2 separate regions of the Sus scrofa genome follow, and region 1 is linked to region 2. Evidence: chromatin contacts called from public HiChIP or PLAC-seq data. All regions are on one chromosome and are shown on one strand. Each heading gives the region's core, a stretch centred on a gene start, on an enhancer-like site or on the middle of the called end of the contact. The rest is flanking DNA. Distances are from core to core; before and after follow the strand shown.

The links. HiChIP or PLAC-seq counts read pairs in DNA pulled down with a chosen protein or histone mark.
Region 1: an H3K27ac HiChIP or PLAC-seq map of alveolar macrophages shows a contact between it and region 2. The contact joins two enhancer-like sites. A contact is called at or near these places in 2 of 47 Hi-C or Micro-C datasets (fibroblasts and liver) and 2 of 2 datasets of contacts at active chromatin or transcription factors (alveolar macrophages and skeletal muscle).

The regions. Positions count from the first base shown.
Region 1 is chr18:33,540,865-33,545,062 of Sscrofa11.1, reverse strand. All of the region lies in intron 1 of DOCK4 (dedicator of cytokinesis protein 4), which reads right to left. Among named protein-coding and RNA genes, the nearest start is that of DOCK4, 120 kb to the right of the region's middle. Within about 2 kb of position 1,457, at least 9 of the 83 cell types and tissues checked have an H3K27ac peak or open chromatin away from gene starts, as enhancers often do. A contact at or near this core is called in alveolar macrophages and liver, where this site is marked.
Region 2 is chr18:33,465,580-33,469,808 of Sscrofa11.1, reverse strand. The region is part of intron 1 of DOCK4 (dedicator of cytokinesis protein 4); the gene reads right to left. Among named protein-coding and RNA genes, the nearest start is that of DOCK4, 44 kb to the right of the region's middle. Within about 2 kb of position 2,723, at least 39 of the 83 cell types and tissues checked have an H3K27ac peak or open chromatin away from gene starts, as enhancers often do. A contact at or near this core is called in alveolar macrophages and liver, where this site is marked.

The DNA of each region.
Region 1 (4,198 bases), core at 208-2,707, 77 kb before region 2:
CTTTAGTTTCCTAATTTGCAATACAAAAATCATAAGGCTGTTGTAAAGATTAAATAAATTAAGACAAATACAACAACAGTGCCTAGCGTGTCACTGATCTCAGCAAGTGCTGGCTCTCGTTAATAACATCTTCTTCATTATTTTCTAGAGCCTCCAGAGGGCAGAATAAGGAGCAATGGGGAAATGCTGAAGGAAAGTAAAAATGGAATATTAACTATAAATCCTACTTTCCTATTTTGGAGATCCCTGTGCTTCGTTTTAATGTAATCAAATTGCAGTTACTTCAGATTTAAACTCTTACACTTCTTTAGTTTTCTAACTTAAATTTCTATCAAAAGAACCAAATTTAGAGCAATTGCTTTAGTAAACATTATTTACATTTAAAAAAGAGTAAGTACTCTATCTTACATATTAGGTAAATATAGATCATTAAACACTTTTTAAAGTAGGATTTTCGGATAAAATAAGGGATGCCCAGCTAAACATGAATTTCAGGGGGAAAAAAAAGGAGTAAGTTTTTAGTATAAGAAGGTCCCCCAAATTGCATGGGAAATCTACTTTTGCTAAAAAATGTTTTCGTTGTTTACCTAAAATTAAAATTTAACTGGGTGTCCTGTATTTTTATTTGCTAAATCTGGCAACTTTACTTAAATGTGCACAAAACTCAAAGTAACTGAAAATGTTTTTTAAACAAAAAATTTAAAGATCCCTTTACATTTAGAAGGTTCACTAACATGGATAGGGAAATGCTATGTATCTGTTACTTTTTGTTTTAAACAACATTTCAGAAATTTTTCCTCCATGACACATCCTTCAGTCATATCTCAGATTTCCGGTGCCAGCTTAAACTGCTCAAGAGGAGGTTATGATCAGCCATGCACATTTGGCAACTTGTAGAACCATCACTTCCCATGTGGCTAAAGGAAGACAGACCTGGTGGGAGATTTTTGTTTTCATTTCTGTTAGGCACAGATAACACAAATCCTCTGCTCCAGGAATATTTACACAGCCAAAATATACAAATATTTGAAATGTCCATTGTCAAAGAACATTTTGCTCAAGCTCTACAAACAAGCCACCATCACCTGAATACTACACACTGGTAACAGGATGGAGACAGTAAGATACTTTGCTGTTTCAACAACATTTATATCTATGTCACTAAAAATTTATATTGTGCGATCTGTGGGATACGAGAAATGAAAAAGATTTAAGCTCCTGTTCTAGCTAGTGTTCAACAATATAAAAGACATTTTTAAAGAATAAAAATAACTGTGGAGGTCCATTACTGGAGGGTCTGCCAAGTGGTCCCTAGACCATGGATGAGAGGGCACCATCTGATGAGATAAGGGTAAAACCAGTAACAAAATTGCTGCGGTGTTAAAGGGAGTGGGGGTGCTGCTAAAAGCCTACGAAAGAAGAAGTGAAACAGGAAAAAGGAACCCCAAGTCAGAAGAATGCAAGTCCAGTGGATAATTCAAGGAAGCAGTGGGGTTGGAGGAGCCTGGCAGAATGCGGGCCGGCTGTGTTAACGTGACTCAGTTTCGGTATGACTGCTGCTTCTCAAAGTTATAGGGAACAAACAAGACAATCCTTGTGAAAATATTCTGCACATTACAAAGTCTTTAGGAGATGCTGGTCATTGAGGTCATGTATCAGGATGGCTTGAACCCAACACTCAAGTTGACGGCAGAGCCCTAAGAAGTCCAAGATGGAAAGCGCCAATGGGAGTTTTCCTTCTGTTCTGCAGAATGGACCAGGGAGACAAAGAACACGAAACAATGTTCTGCAAGTGGAACTCTTCTAGAGGGTCCCCTGGAAGGAATTCATTCTATCTTCATGGTCTTTGAGACTTTTTTTTTCAATCCCTTTTTTATTTGATGTATTTTATCAGCTACCTCAAATGTTTTCTAGACTGTATCGAGAAAACCAAAATGTTTGTCGCTCCAGTTTCTGACACAGTTCTCCTCACACAGCTGATGTTTAACACAGGTCTATTAAATTACAGGTTTATGTAATGCTTCTTCCCATTAAAGGACCAAAAAGGAAGATGGCAACGGGGAACTTGGGACTCAAGAATGAAAAGAGGGGAAACCACCCGAGGTGTCATAATGCACAAGCATCAAGACCCAAGGAGGCAGATCACAGGGTAATGTGGCACATGGCATCATGCTCAAGGGTACAGCCTCTACAGGGACACAGACTTGAGCTGGAGCCCTGCTCTGCTTCTTACAGCCACGTGACAAACTAGGCAGGCTGCTCATCCTTTCTGGGCCTCAGCATCCTCGTGCATCCAATGGTGTTGGAGGAACACTCTCTGCAGAGAGTTGTGGGAATTAAAGGAGATTCCTACCCATATAGAGTCCCTGTCACAGTGCCCAGCATGGAATACAGCCTCAATAAATGATAAAATACTGAAAACTGACAAACTTCCTTTAAAAAACCTATGTCATGACTAAGGTGAAACATCTATGCCAAGAGAACCATGCTTTGTGGGATCTCGAAAATAGGATATTTTACCCTGAAATTCCCCTAAATTGTAATGTCAGCAGAGAAAATAATAACCATCACCACACCCTGATCTGTGGGTCTGGAAGACTGAGAACATGCTAGGTAGGCATTCGTTATTCCACAGTGATGATGGGAACAAAACAATGGTTAGAAATAGGGGCAGTGGTTTCTGTGGTTAGAAAAACTACCTTTTTTTTTTTTTTATTTAAATCTCTACTGGGGGATGACAACATTGGAAAGCCCTCAGCAGGCTGGGATTTCCCATCAAATCAAACATCCTAATTGTAGTTTATTACAAAACAATTTTTTCTTACTCTAAGATGCTGAAAAAGCCTAAGGAGAATGTACTGCTAAGTTATACCCGTAGCTAACAGAGACAGTGAGGCACCTACAGAGAGTGGCAACTCCACCTCTCTCCTAATTAAATTATATTACATTTAATACATTTAAGGGTTTATTACGAAAGAGAGCAAGCGAGCGAGCACGTTAAGGGAGAGAAGGATACTAATCACCACATCCCTTACTGAGACATTTCATATCAAAACTACATGAGACGGGTAGTGCTTTTCTTGCGTTCAAAAAAATACATAATTTTGTAAACATGCTAAAATCCTATCCATGCGATTTAGTTAAAAATAAATTTTGAAGAAAATACGATTTATTGTAGAACATATTTAAATTTAAAAACACTATTACTTTTAATTCATTATGGAGATTGTGAATTTAAAGTCCATTGGGTCTGCTTTGTGAACAAATTAAGCATACTTGAAATTAGCACTAATTATAATTAGCACTGATTATATTCCCAATCAAATGTTCTAATTTTTATGATGTACTTTTTTCAGTAGGTTCTTAACACTAATTTTTTTGACAAAGTCTTTCTCTATTAATTGCACTAAAGTGAGTTTCAATACATCTAGGGCAAAATAATTAGGAATTAGCAGGATTTTATATTACTATGATTTGAAAGTAACTGACAATAATTTTATTTGATATTTGATTACATCACAATTTCTCAAGCTTTCATATTTATCATCTCCACTGGTTACATTCACAAAGTACCCAGAGACTAGGCAATTTGCCCCTGTTGTTCTGTAAGATTAGAATCTGAAAAGCTAGAGTTACTAGCATAGTGCATGACCCAGTTAGTGTAACAAAATGAATTAACCTCTGTTTCCTAGAGGTTTACCTTTACATACTGTGGTTAACCTCTTACTCCCAGAAGTCAAATTTCTGACAACATCAAGGATTCTTTTGAGAACAAATTGTATAGAGGAAAATAAAAGAAATTCACCAAGTATCCAAAGTAGCCATGAAAATGCTTCACTTCCCAGGAGAAGGCCTTAAGTCCACATCTAGAATTCATTTATCCTTACCTAAAACTGGGTTATCTGTGGTACAGAATGAGCAAGTTCAAAGTTAGGATTGTTGGCAGGGTTCTCAAAGGTACAAATAAAAACTGTACATAACAGAAAACCCTGTTGCAAACTCTTATCAATGACCCTGGTTATTATGATAAAGCAGATCGCTGTTTAGCAAACTCTTTCCTTCCTCACCTCCACGAAAGAGGTATTGTAACTCCCTGTGCTACTGATATTAGGCTCAGTCACTAACTGACCTACTTTGACCAATGAAATGGAATCAGATGTGATACAAGGAGACTTGAAACATGCTTGTGAAGTTATTT
Region 2 (4,229 bases), core at 1,474-3,973:
CCTGGCAGCTGTCTCTTCCTTACCTTTCTCCTCCTCCCCAGAAGCTCCCTGATGCTTGCCCACCACACAGCCTTTATCACACTCTCCCCCTCAAGTACACTCTTGGCCCAACCAAGATCCTGGGTCTGGCAACCAAAGTTCTCCATCATTTGACTCCAACTTGAGTTTCCAACTTATTTCTTTCCTGCTTCTCTAAACAAACTCTTCACTCCAGCCAAAACTGTCCTACTTCCTCTTATCAAAACATGCCTTTGGCTTCCATATTTCTTTTGCTCTGTTTCCTCCCTGACAATGATATCCTGCATCTGTGAATGAAAGTCTCACACATCTGTTGAGATCCAGCACATGAATGACCCCCACCTCCTCCAGAAGCCTTCCTTATCCCAATAAACAATCCCTTCCCTACTTTCCACAAAATAAAGTCACGTATTTCAGATGACTGTGCACACATCTCTTCTTGGTGCAACAGTAAGCTTCCACAGCAAGGATTGTGTATCACACTTGCGGACAGCTGTCCACCAACCACCACCATGCACCTGCATTCAGAGCAGTGCTCCATCAACACGTGACTCCAGGAACCATGCCTCCATGCCTCAGTTCATCTGCAAAAGTACCCTCCTGTGCTGCTTCTCTCAAAGGGCTTTGTGTATTTCAAATGGGATAATAAAATCTTTCTGTGAAAACCCTACAAATTGCATTGGTAGGATAACGTAATTGGAGAGGCAGATGTGCCTTCAGACAGTCCCAGAGACCCAAACGAGGCCCTATGTTCTCAAGTTCTGGGGACTAGACCACCATAGGAATTCAAGGACGGCATGGACCATTGCAGGCTTCATGGGAACCCTGGGCAAAGTTCTCTTAGAGAGGAGGATTTGAGGGAGCTATAGATTCCCAAATAAAAGAGGAGCAGCTCAGATGAGGATGTTACCAAGCCCGCCTGGTAATGTCTCTCTGAAACATTTCTGCATCTCCTAGTAAATCATCAAGAATCTGAACATGGCAGTCAGGGGTTCCTTAGAAATCTTCTCAACAGCCCTGGGTGGCCTCCTCAAAGAGGCACCTCCATTTCCCCAGCCAGAGGCCAGTGGCCACCGCAGGAAGGGAAACAGAATGTTCCTTCAGTGGGGAACCACAATACATGGGTTAAATTTTAGCTTTCTATACACTTTTCCTTCTAAATGACTTGCTTGTACTTAGCTATGGCCTCTATTAAAGAGCCTATCATTGCATTCAGCAGTCTGCATTTCACAACTTTTTCCAAGCTTATCAGATATTTTCGTGAGCCAACATGAACTCTGGATTCTGTGAAGCAGGACCAAGGCCCACGATCGGGAGCACCACTGTGATCCTGCACTTCCTCCCACACAGACATTTAAATAATTCTTGCCGGGGGACAGAAAGAATTGACACGTAAAGTGAATCACAGGGTTTTAATAATTAAAAAAACTGCTTTGAAGGCAGACATGCACAGAAAAGGCCTAACAGTGACAAATTTCCTATTGTTTCCTTTCCTGTTATGTCTACTTGGTGATAGCTGGCTAGTCTTCAAAAACATCCCATACACAAATATTTCTAGACTCTTTGTGTAGCATACTTAGTCCTACCTGTCTAAGTCCAAAACATAAGAAAAGAATAAGGAACCACTTCTGTGAACTAGTAAGCTGGCTGGTCTTGTTTAGAAAACTGAACAGCGCACATGCCTGTTGAAGAATCCGAGTCAGACAATTTCTTTCACTTTACCATGTAAGCTGCTAGTTAACAGCACGAAACAATCTGGCTAGGCACAGAAGGAAAAAAAAAAAAAAGGCTCAATACATCTTTTATGCCTGGCATGGGGAAAACTAATGGAAGGTTACATTTCCTACAAATTCTAATTAGACTAGAAAGGTAAATCAGAGGATTGTGCTTTGATCCTGGAATCTGTCTTTATCGTAGTATCAACCTGTGTAACACAAAAGCAGCTTATTAATCCTGCATTCCAATTTCACACAGCAGAGCCTTTTAGGGTAAAACAAAACGCTGACTGTCTGGAGAGACCGGGCTAATTTATGTGATGGAAGGGATGCTTTATTTATGGGAGGAAGGTAGGTTAAGCTCTCCTGGGGATAACAACTTTAACTCTGGAATAGTCTCTCTGGACCACTTAAGCAATATCAATAGTTCACTTACGACACTTACACATCTTGGTTAATGTGGCATAGCAAAACCAGAGGACCTTTATGCCAAAGCAATTTTTTCCTCTGTGACTGTTAAGAAAAGGATGCCAAAAGCTTTCATCCTGAGCATGCTAACTAAAGAGTACAGTATATCGAACTCGTATTGCAACACCCACCCAGACTGATTTCAACTTTTCTTTTAAGATTTGGAGGGTGGAAAGAGGGTACATCGGTACCACTGTGATGGTGAAAAAGCTAGTGGAAAAAGGTTTCCTTTCCATTACACTATAGGTATTAAAAATGTGATTTAAAATGACAGTGTACTTTTTTAATGTAATGCCATTTTTATTTTGCATGTTTCCAAAGAGGGTAACTCCAAATAGTGTGAAATCTTATTTATCTGGCATCAAGAGAGTGGCTCAGGAGGAGTGGTTTCCTGAATAACAAACACTCTGCCATTCAATTGCCTGGAGTGGAAGAGTCTCTCCTGCCAGCACTCTTCCCCTCTGGTGCCTCCCCTCCTCCACTCTGTCCTGGCTGGGCTGTCACTCATGGTAGCCCAGCCCCATGGCCTCAGAGGAAACATGTGACACAGACTGGACCAATCAGAGCCAGCACCCCCTGGATATGGTGGTACATCTAGAAGTAGGCATGTGACCCAAACAGGATCTGTGTCCTTTCACTTAGTTTTGTGTACAGACATCAGGAAGAAGAGGATCTGTTTTCTTCTTTATCTAAAAGCCCCAATCTTGGAGATACAGAGCAAAAGTAACAGAGCCCTAAGAAATTACACTAACCCTCCTTACCACTGCTTTGCCCCAAGTTAGTAATGCCTTTGAACTTCTAGTTACATGTTTTCAAGATGTGTTTTTATCACTGTCCAGACTTCCTGTGATTTAAAGTTTACCTGGTATTACAAGAAAACTTGCCAAAACAAACTGCATGCTTCTCTACATTACAGAAAGGGGGGAAAAGCTACAATAAACATCATTTAACCTTTTTTTATTGATCTAGTCACTTACATAGTAACATAGATAGTCTCAAGGGCTAAAGTATTATCCAGGGATACTTGACTCTTGACTAAATAAGTCAATACCACTTTGTAGCAGATTCCTGCCTTTGTTACACTGTAAGCAATATAACACTGCCTGAGCCTGTAGGGGCCAGATGTGAATTTATCCTCCCCAGTAGCTGCTTCTACCACCACATCCCAGGACAACAGATCATTTACAGACCAGAAACCATTTACTAAAGAGGAATAAATTAAGACACGACAAGCTAGTTGTTGTGAATGACTAATCATACCCTGTCCTTTGTTGCACAAGGAATGGAGCTTCACTCAAGTTACAAGATAAATAAACTAAGGGACAGGAAGTACACTTTACACAAATGTAGCCACTCCAACAGAGCCTAGACCCACCCCTGGCATTCTGCACCATCCCCACCCCACCCCAACCCCACTTTTGTTTTTCTCTGCACAAAACACTCCATCCTCACCACTGCCCGGGCCAATGGTAGCCCTTGTTGCCTGCATCCTCTAATGGGTACCCTTCTCTGAGCTGTGAGTCATCTTTCCCACAGCCTACTTTCCAAGGGTAACTTCCTGGAAGAGGAATGAAATCTAGCTCTTCTTTGTGAGCTAGACCAACAACCCAACATCATGCCAGTATCAGCTGATGGAGGAACATCTCTGGCTTGTGTGTCTATTCTGAACACAATAAGCGGTAGCCAAAGAGAGGTCCCTTTGATTTGTTTATCCATTATTTATTTAACAAACATTGACAGAGAACTTAGTGGAGGCAGATGCTAAGTGCTTTACAAACATTCATTAAATTAATACTTATAAGAAACTGATGAGGTAGGTGCAGTTATTAGCCCATTATACAGATGAGAAGACTAAGGAATATAGAAGTAAACAACTGCCCCAAGGTTGGCCGTCTATAGTGGAACCAAGATGAGACTGTCTGGGGGCAGTTTATACTATTAACCACTGTGCCACAGAAAATTTCGTAATCAGGACTGCATGAAGCTAGGAATGCACATTCTGAAATGAGTTCAGTACACATTCATCCA